Linked DNA regions of Arachis hypogaea: region 2 is linked to region 1. A link is a contact called in public Hi-C data. All regions are on one chromosome and are shown on one strand. Each heading gives the region's core, a stretch centred on a gene start, on an enhancer-like site or on the middle of the called end of the contact. The rest is flanking DNA. Distances are from core to core; before and after follow the strand shown.

Region 1 (4,856 bases), core at 1,599-4,098:
ACATGCTGCTGGCAAGTTTAGTGCCCTAAGGGGAATACGCTAGCTTTTCTGTTTTTAGCTCCAAACTCTGTCAAAATATTTTGAATTTCATTTGAAATCATAAAAACACTAAAATAACTCAAAATAATATCCAAAACGAATTTTTGCACTAAAATAAGATAAAACTTAATAAAATCTAGATAAAACAACTAAAAAATAATAGGAAAAAGGGTAAAAAATGCTCACGCATCAATTATTTCACTGGTAAATCCAACAGCGCTTAGAGTTTTTCTTGTAATGAACATATATCAACGCACTACATGATAAGTATCTTTTAATAATTTTACTAACCATTTGTTATAAAAAGTTATATTGTGTTTGAACATAATTTTGTTTCTCTTTCTCGTGTGATTATTTTGTTAGTATTTTTTTTTGTTATTTTACATATATATATATATAATATTTTTGATACACATCCAAAATTTGTTTAAATTTGTGCTTATATTTTTCATAACATAAATAATTTTTTAAAATATTTAAAATAATAAGATAACACACAAAATATTTTTAGTACATATCTATAATTCGTTCAAATTCGTGATTGTATTTTTCTTAAAATAAATAATTTTTTAAAACATCTAAAATTATAAACTTTTTTACTAAATAATTTCTTAATACATCTAAAATTTATCCAAAAATAATTGTGTTTATTATTTTGGTTAAAGAATTATATACTAACCTTAGAATTGAAAAAAAAATAATTTTTATAGTATTATTTTTATTTTTATTTTAATTTGGTTAGAATTTTATTTTGTTAGGTTTAAATTTAAACTTGAATATTTTTATTTTAAGGAGATTTAATTTTAAATTGTAAATATGTAAAAATATTTGATATATAATATTTAAGAATAATTATTATAATTATTTTTATTAAATTTTTATAAATAATATCTGGTTAGAGAATGAATTTTGATAGATATTTAGTTATAACGGTTTCATTTAGTAGTTTACAAGTATATGAGATCATTTTATTTAATAATCACTAATACAAATCCGTAAACTGTAGCATTTCTCTTTTCTTTTTGCTTCCAAATTTGTCTACAACCCTTTGTTCGAATTGGGAGTACAGTATAGGATTAAAGTAAGGCCCCATGTCTGTGTGCAAACTCGTCAAGGCACTTGATTTGACAAATATTTCATATTTGAGCAGTTTTTGTTTGAATGGGACGAGGGCGGCCATACATAGTGCCAACCACAATAGTGTCCCTTTCCTTGCGGCTAATCCTCTTTATTTAGATTTTTTAAATTTTAAATTTTTTTTTTTTTTGGTGACTATTTTAAATTTTTATTTAAAAGAACAAAATATTATTTTTATTTTTAAATATCTTTTTTTGCATATTTTTTATTCTATTTATAAAATAAATAATAAAAAATTATACTTTATTCTTTAAAATAAAATTTAAAATTTAAATCCTAATCCCCTACCACCTTTTATTAGATACAATATTTTGGATACATATTTCATAATTTAGGCATAAAATTATTGATACGTGAAGAGCATATTAAACATATCTTTAGGAGCAATGAATATATTTTTTATTTGTTGAAGTAAAAAGTGAAGCTAAAAGATTCTAGAGTTTGTATTTTTAATTTTATTTTTGGAGATGTAAAATAGAAAAATAAGTTTTTTATTTTTTAAAAAATTCTAAAAAATATTAAAAATAATCTATTAAAAAAAGAAATTAAAAATAAGATAAAATCAAAAGACAAACTCCCTTAATTTTATTTCTTTATTTGAGAAAATGAACATTTAAAAAGAGATCTAAATTGCTGGTGGTATACATAAAATATTTTTAGAATACTATAATGTTTTTAGAATTATAAAAATACTACATACACATAAAAAATTAATCATTAAATTAATTATCATATAATTTTTTATAAATATATGTAATGTTTAATTTATTTTTAATATGTATTTTATATTTTAATATTTATTATATATAAATATTGACTTAATGACTGATTTTTTATATACATTTAATATAATTACAAAAGTTAAAGATGAAAGTTAATTGTTAGAATTATTGAACTCATTTGTAATTGGCTAATACTAACATATGCAAATTAAAGTGTTGCGTTAATTATTCAAGGAATTTAAACATTTTGTTTTTGTAAAAAGAGAGTCACTTAGATAAAGGTGTTTAAAACGTCTTTTTTTAAAGATATTTTTTAGTAATAAAAATTTAATATATATAATTGATTAAATAGTATTATTTTTGTCAAAATTAGATCAGACAAATTGATTTGGCAAAAAAATTAATGAACTAAATCTTAAATTGGTTTAAATTAATATTTTTTTTATAAAAAATAACTATAATACTCTTATTATAGAAAATGACAAAATACTATTATTATTATTATTATTATTATTATTATTATTATTATTATTATTATTATTATTTTTAAATTCTAAATCTTAACTCTTTTCTTTTTTTTGTGTTATTATGAGATTAAAATTTAGAATTTTTAAAATTATTATTATTATTATTATTATTATTATTATTATTATATATATATATATATATATATATAAATATAAAATATGAATATTTTAATTTTTTTTATAATAAAAATATTATAATCATTATTTATAAAAAAATATTAATTTAGACTGATTTAAAATTTAGTTCATCGATTTTTTGGTTAATTGGTTTGTTCTATTTAATTATAATAGAAATAATATGGTTTAATCGACTACATATGTTAAATTTTAATTGTTAAAGAATATTTAAAAAAAAATATTTTAGACATGTTTGTTTGAGTGGCTCCGGACTAAAAAGGTTGAAAAGATTACAAGGGACAACTGGCTAGTGCAGTGACTCGTGATGACCCCGACAACTTGGTTACTCACATAGCTCATATATACCCCCTCCTCATGCTTTCCAATTAAGCATCAACCCAACCAAACCAAATTCTTTCTTCCCTTTCATTTTATAACTCTTGTTTTCTCTTCGAATCAAACATGAGTAGTGGAATTGTGTGGTCACTCGCATTATTATTGAGTCTCGTGTGTCTTAATCCATTTCAATTATCTTCGGCACAGCTTAGTCCAAACCATTACGCTAATATCTGCCCCAATGTTGAATCCATCGTTAGACGAGCAGTTCAAAATAAATTCCAACAAACCTTTGTAACTGTTCCTGCCACGCTCCGTCTCTTCTTCCACGACTGCTTTGTCCAGGTAAAATTTGTTAAATACGACACATGAATAGTTATATTTGTAACAGAATTCAATTGTTGTTAATGGTTACATGTATGCAGGGTTGTGATGCTTCAGTGTTGGTAGCATCAACAGGGGCAAACCAAGCAGAGAAGGATCATTCGGATAATTTGTCATTGGCTGGAGATGGATTTGACACAGTTATCAAAGCAAAAGCAGCGGTTGATGCTGTTCCTCAGTGCAGAAACAAAGTCTCCTGTGCTGATATTCTTGCTTTGGCAGCCCGTGATGTCGTTGTTCTGGTTCGTTAATTAACTCCCTCATATTCCTCTTTCAAATCATTCATCATCACATCATTATTCTTGCAATTAACTGTAAGTGTGCTGGAGACAATCATAGTATCTATACATAAAAAATCAAGTCACCAAATTAGTTATTTATATGAAATATATGTTAATATATATAATACTCGTTAAAAATAAATTGAATATTATATATATTTATATACATATATATAGTATCTGATTTAGTATTGAAAAAATTTTCAAATTTATTATGCACGTTTATACGTATTTCGTAAATTATATTCATACTCTATTTTATCAAAATTACACATATACCTTTCTATTTGGTTAATAATTTAATATACCTTTTTCCTTTTTATTGCGTATTAAATTTAAAGTGTTAAAAATTTATTGTAAAAGACGGTTTTAACTCTACATTTTTTTTATTATCCAAAAAAAAAAAAACCCTCATACAGACAAAAGAATAGTTACAAAAATTAAAAACGAACTCTTTTATTTTAACATTGTTATGAATAATAACTTTATCATTCTTTTAACATTTCTAATATAACTCACTCCCTTTTATCTTTAAATGAAGTTTGAGACTCAAGTAGTAATTTGAATCTCATACCTTATGAAATGAGTACATATCTTTAAGACTTGTAAAAAGAAGTTTAGCTTGTTGGTTAATTTAGTTCATTAATGAAAGGAAGTTGTTGATGTATGCATGTAGGCTGGTGGACCTTCATACACGGTTGAATTGGGAAGATTTGATGGGTTAGTATCAAGAGCTTCTGATGTAAATGGAAGGCTACCACAACCAGGCTTCACCTTGAATCAGCTCAATTCTCTCTTTGCCGCAAATGGCCTCACCCAAACTGACATGATTGCCCTCTCAGGTATTACTCAATAATGGAACTGGGACCCATTTACTATGACTTTTTTAAATTCATTAACTTAACGGGGCAAAACTTTATTATTTTTTTATACGGATGTTGGTACATAACATCAATCATGTAATATATTATTGCCCCTAGCCATTCACACACTTGTGTTCATGTATGATTCATCAATAATAAAAACAAAATTATTTTAAAAAAAAATTAAAATAGTTCTTGAAATTAAATCCAAAAAATAATTCTTGTTTGAAACTTCTTAAAATAAGTTATTCAATTTGAATGGCTATCGCCTTCTAAACAATGGATCGTCAACTACTAAACATAAACAATAGCAGAGTCCTTATAAAATTTCAAGGATATCGATACCTTTTTTATTTTATTTGAATAATTACAAATATCATGTGTTCTACTAATTTATTAACTTCTTTTTAAAAAAGTTATAATATTCCTGATCTAGTTTTAGTTTTTACT
Region 2 (5,010 bases), core at 701-3,200, 78 kb before region 1:
AAAAATTAATTTAATAAATTATTTTTAAAACAAAAATTCTATCAAACTAGTTTATATATATTGCTTTGTCGTTTGCATTGCTCCACAAGAATTTGAACCACAATAATACCATATTCAATTTGTTTGTATTATGATGGAGTGTAGTATAATGATATTGACACAAAGAATCCTGATCGCATATGGATAGAACAATGGTGCTACCAGCAGCATGATAAAGTTGGATTTAACTATATAATTTAGCCGTATAAGATTGTATTGACATTATCTTCCCTTAAAGAATAGCAAGAAGCTAAGCTAAAATGATGCCAACTATAGTTATACCATACGCAGTATATTTGGACATTGCAACAATAGTATACAATGTACTGGTTTTTCAAACATGAGTAATGTTAAAAAGTTAATACTTTTTTAATTAAGAGTAAATCACTAATTTTGCATAAAAAGATCAGAACGCTGACAAAAGTGATCTTTATTTTTATTAATGATAAAAATATTTTTAAAATATTTTAAAATACAATATAAATATCTAATATTAAATATATATTTTTAAAAAATATTTTAAAAATTAAATTTTGATATAATTTTATACAAACATCATTAAAAAATAAGATAGTTTTATCTTTAAAATTTAGTAATTTTGTGTTAAATAAATTTTTTATGTTTTTTTTATCGACAAAAATATTTTTAAAAAATAAAAAACAAATTCTAGAGGTCAAATTTTTATTTAGTTTTTTATATATATTTATTAAATAGTTATCTAAATATTCTTACATAATTTTAAATCAAATGCATAAGTTGTCAAATACAAAAATTATTTGTCATTTTTTAAAAAATATTATTGTTTATTATTTTTGGCATATTTTATAATAGTATTTTGACACTTTTTTATCATTATCAAAAGTAATGGTTATTTTTGTGAGTGTATCAAAAAATTAGGTGTAGTTTTGGTAATTTATCTTTTAACTAACATCAATAAATTTTTTTAATAGTCTATTTATCTTAAATTTTAAATTTTAAATTCTAATTTATAAACCTTAAATAATTAATACCTTCTTAATCTGAAAAGAAAAGGATCATAATAGTAATCATAGTAGCAAACAAACAAATAATTTGAGTTTTGTTATTATTTTAATTTACACTATATATTCATATGTTCATAATTAAGACTACTCCAATAGGATCATAGTTGATTCAAATGTTCTTATTATTATATCGAATTGAATCAGTTATCAGTTAGACACTTAGAGGAACTCGGCGGTGGTAACACTTCCCTATCTGATATTTAAGTTGCTGGTTGAGTGATGAGATTAATTATATTTAAATATATGGTTGTGTTTAATTATTAGTAATATAAAAGATACTAATTTAAGGTGCCAGACTGCCAGTACAACTTTAAAAATTGACAAACATACACTTGAATTTCGTCATAATATGAAATTTGGATTTTTAATTTTACATATAAGATATTATTTTGACTAAATTAAAGTTACACCAAGAGATATACTAACATTAAATACGAGAATAACATGTTAAAAATCAATTAAAATAAAATAAAATAAAATATGAAAGCGATATATTCTTTGACAATTTTATATAATATAAAAAATAATTTTAACTGATGCTTATAATTTGAAGAGATAAATTGGTTGATAATAACTTGAATAATCCAATACACGTGTTTCAGAGTTCATGAATAATGGAATGAAGCGAATAAGTCTAGTCTTCGTCTTATAGCTTGTTGTTGCTGTGTGTTCATGCTTTCGTGCCTCTCTCTTTCACTATATCCCTCGCTCCCGTGGCTTGACTTAAATAAGTCAACGTGTGTAGGGCATGCTTTTCTAAATGGGAAGGAAAAGTTGAGTTCATAATTAATTGACACTTATGTAGTATATAAATTAAAGAAATTCGGTAGTTGTAGTTATTTATATGTGTAGTTTCACTAGTTCTGATAGTACTATATATCAATATACGTACCAAAAGTAGTATATTATAGGGGAACTTGGATATAAATATAATTAAATTAAGAATAATACTATAATTATTATCAAACTTGAAAGTAGTAGATAACCTTGAATTATTGTGTGGATCGGATGAGACGGTTCGTTGTATCAACATGCAAAGGACAAGTGAAAAGTTCTCCATAATAATTGGCAAAAACGTCAGCAATTCCAGTTTGCCTTTCGTTTTCGTTCATAATTGAAAATTTTGGGTCCAAATGTCCAATATGACCTTCTCAAAAGAATATTCTACATGCTTATTACCATTTTCCGAAGAAGAAAACTAATAATTTGTATTTTGGTTACAGCTAAAGGTTACAAGAAGCAGTAGGCTAACAAAGACTACATACACTAATTACATCAGGTTAGAATTTTACTAAACCGAAGGCACATAAAAAAATAATATTATAAATTATAGGATATGTTAGAAATGTTTTAGATATACGAATAGATATATGATATATATCTAATAAGACATTTTAAAGTGAAAACTTATTTTTATTTTTATATTTTTAGGATTACAAAATAGTAACTTTTAGTATATACTAGTATTTTTATCTGTAATAACATTATAGAAATATAAATTTTTTAAAACTACAGTCTACTCTATTCTGATAGTATAGATTATGCATGGCACGAAAGATTTATAAAATTAAACTACTTTTATAAAAAAAAAAAAAGTCGTAGGTTGACAAAAGTCTCTGGCTAAGAAGACCAAGATATCTGTAGATAAAAAATCAAATAATAAGATTTTTAGTTATTATCTTTATATGAAAAAGTCTAATTTTTTATTAATAATTAATTTTAACATTTGTTATCTAAAATTTAAAACAATTTAACGTGTATACTTTTACATTTAATTAGGTATTAACTGTTAAGTCTGTTGCATAAAAAAAATAATTAATTAATTATACTTGTTATTTAAAAATAATATTTTTTCTTCCTGTGTATATAAAAATATAATTAGATATTAGCATAAAAAAATTATACTGATAGTTATAAAATTAACTCAAAATTATTTTTTTTAAAAAATAATTGAATATTGATTCTAATTTTAATTATAACATTAGTATTTTTTTCAAATGATATGTAATAAATATTTGAAAGAAGAAAAATAAAAATATAAATTAAAAAGATAAACGGTAAAAATTTAAAACTAAATAAAAAAACTTAAAAACTATGTATATAATAATAATAATAATATTTTTATTTAAATTATATTATTTTTTATTTTATTTTTAGAAAGATAGAAAAAAAAATAGAGAATTAGAGAAAAGAGAGAGAAAGATAAAGATGAAGAATGAGAGTGAGAGTTTGTTAGTTTTGAAAGAAAAAAAATTATTTTAACTGTAAAAAAATATCGAATGACATATTTTGATTTGTCAAATTACTAATATAAAATATAAATTATATATAGAGTAAAAATAGTAGAAAAAATAGAAAAATGGAGAGAGGTAGATGAGAAAATTTAGGAAGGGAGTTTATTAATTTTGAAAAAAATATTTTTTCTCAATTTTAATAAGAGAGTGTCATATGACACATTTGATTATATTATTAAATTAGATAGTAATATATGATACATAATACATGTATATTTCAATTTCAATTTTAATATTTTAATTTTAATTTTAATGCAATTAAAGAATGTCATGTTGCACATTTTGATTGTCAAATTAATAATTAGTCATTGATATTGATAATGATATATAAAATAGATAGAGTGGTCGAAGGAATGAGAGAAATAGCGAAAGGAAAAGGGAGGAGGAGATAACTCTTTAATTTTGGAGGGAAAGATTTGACTTCAATTGCAATGAGGGAGTGATATGTGGCACATTTTCGTTGTAAAATTAGTAACGAGGAGGGAAGAATTCTTTAATTTTTGAGGGAAAGATTTAATTTCAATTACAATGAGAGAGTGACATGTGGTACATTTTGGTTGTAAAATTAGTAAAAAGAAGAGGGAAACTCCTTAATTTTGGAGGAAAATATTTGATTCCTATTGCAATAAAAGAGTGACATGTGGTACATTTTGGTTGTAAAATTAGAGAGATATAATAGATTTTAACATATTTTATATACCAACCAATTCTTAAAACTTAAAAACAAAATTTTACATTTATAAGCAAAAGTGAATTCAGGTTCAAATTCAACAAGGATATATATCTCGAACATTTAGAAATGAAGACATAGCCATTAATGGACTTTGGTATGATCTTGGTGAAGAAAGAATTTAGCTATGAATATAAACAAAAAAGAGATGATTTGATATTGATAAGAATGTATTTCACAATCTGTTGTACCCAATTCTTGATACTCAACCCTATGTTAGATTCGCTCACTGAAGCTTTGATTCCATTGGACCAAGAAACCACATTGGATCCCAAATAAATGCAATAGCCATACGTAAAGGGTTAGAGAATATGAATACAAGATATATATATATATATATATATATATATTTGAGTGTCAGTAATTAATTTTATTGACCATCAAATCGTGACTAAAAGAGTGTGGATAAAAATCTTGTTAAGAACTTTAAAAAATATTACTGGTAAAAATAAAATTATAACCACGTCACTCATGTTATCGGTAAATATTACTAATATATATTAGTTATATTTTCAGGTACCGATTATATCAATGAAATATTTAAATAAATTATAAAATTAAATAATAAAACAAAAAAATTTAAAATTAAATTCATAGTAAACATATAAAGTTTATTCAAAATTCAAAACAACGAACTAAAATAAACAATAAAGTCACCAAAAATGGGACAAGTTACTGAATTAAAATAATTTGAAACCAAGTTTATCATATTACAATTTTCTGAAATTGCATACTTGATTAAATCTTTTCTATAACTATACAAATTGCTACAAGCACCAACAGATTTGAAAATGAATGTAATTCGCTGCTGGTAGCCGTAGTTTACGTTGAAATAGAGCTGGGCAGAAACCGCTATAGGCTGTAACGGTTTCCGGAGAACGTGCAACACACATAAACTACTGCT

The links. A called contact is a pair of places that touch in the nucleus more often than the background predicts.
Region 2: a contact with region 1 is called in a Hi-C map of an unstated tissue, with 5 times the contacts expected there. The contact joins the enhancer-like site here to the promoter of LOC112720643 in region 1. A contact is called at or near these places in 4 of 8 Hi-C or Micro-C datasets (leaf and an unstated tissue).

What each region holds. Positions count from the first base shown.
Region 1 is chr11:33,143,692-33,148,547 of arahy.Tifrunner.gnm2.J5K5, reverse strand. LOC112720643 (peroxidase 51) reads left to right here and starts at 2,848. Exons shown (of 4, transcript XM_025771658.3): 1 at 2,848-3,223; 2 at 3,304-3,504; 3 at 4,220-4,385. The coding sequence starts at 3,005.
Region 2 is chr11:33,220,636-33,225,645 of arahy.Tifrunner.gnm2.J5K5, reverse strand. No RefSeq gene overlaps it. Among protein-coding and RNA genes, the nearest start is that of LOC112720644, 13 kb to the right of the region's middle. Within about 2 kb of position 1,950, at least 2 of the 3 cell types and tissues checked have open chromatin away from gene starts, as enhancers often do.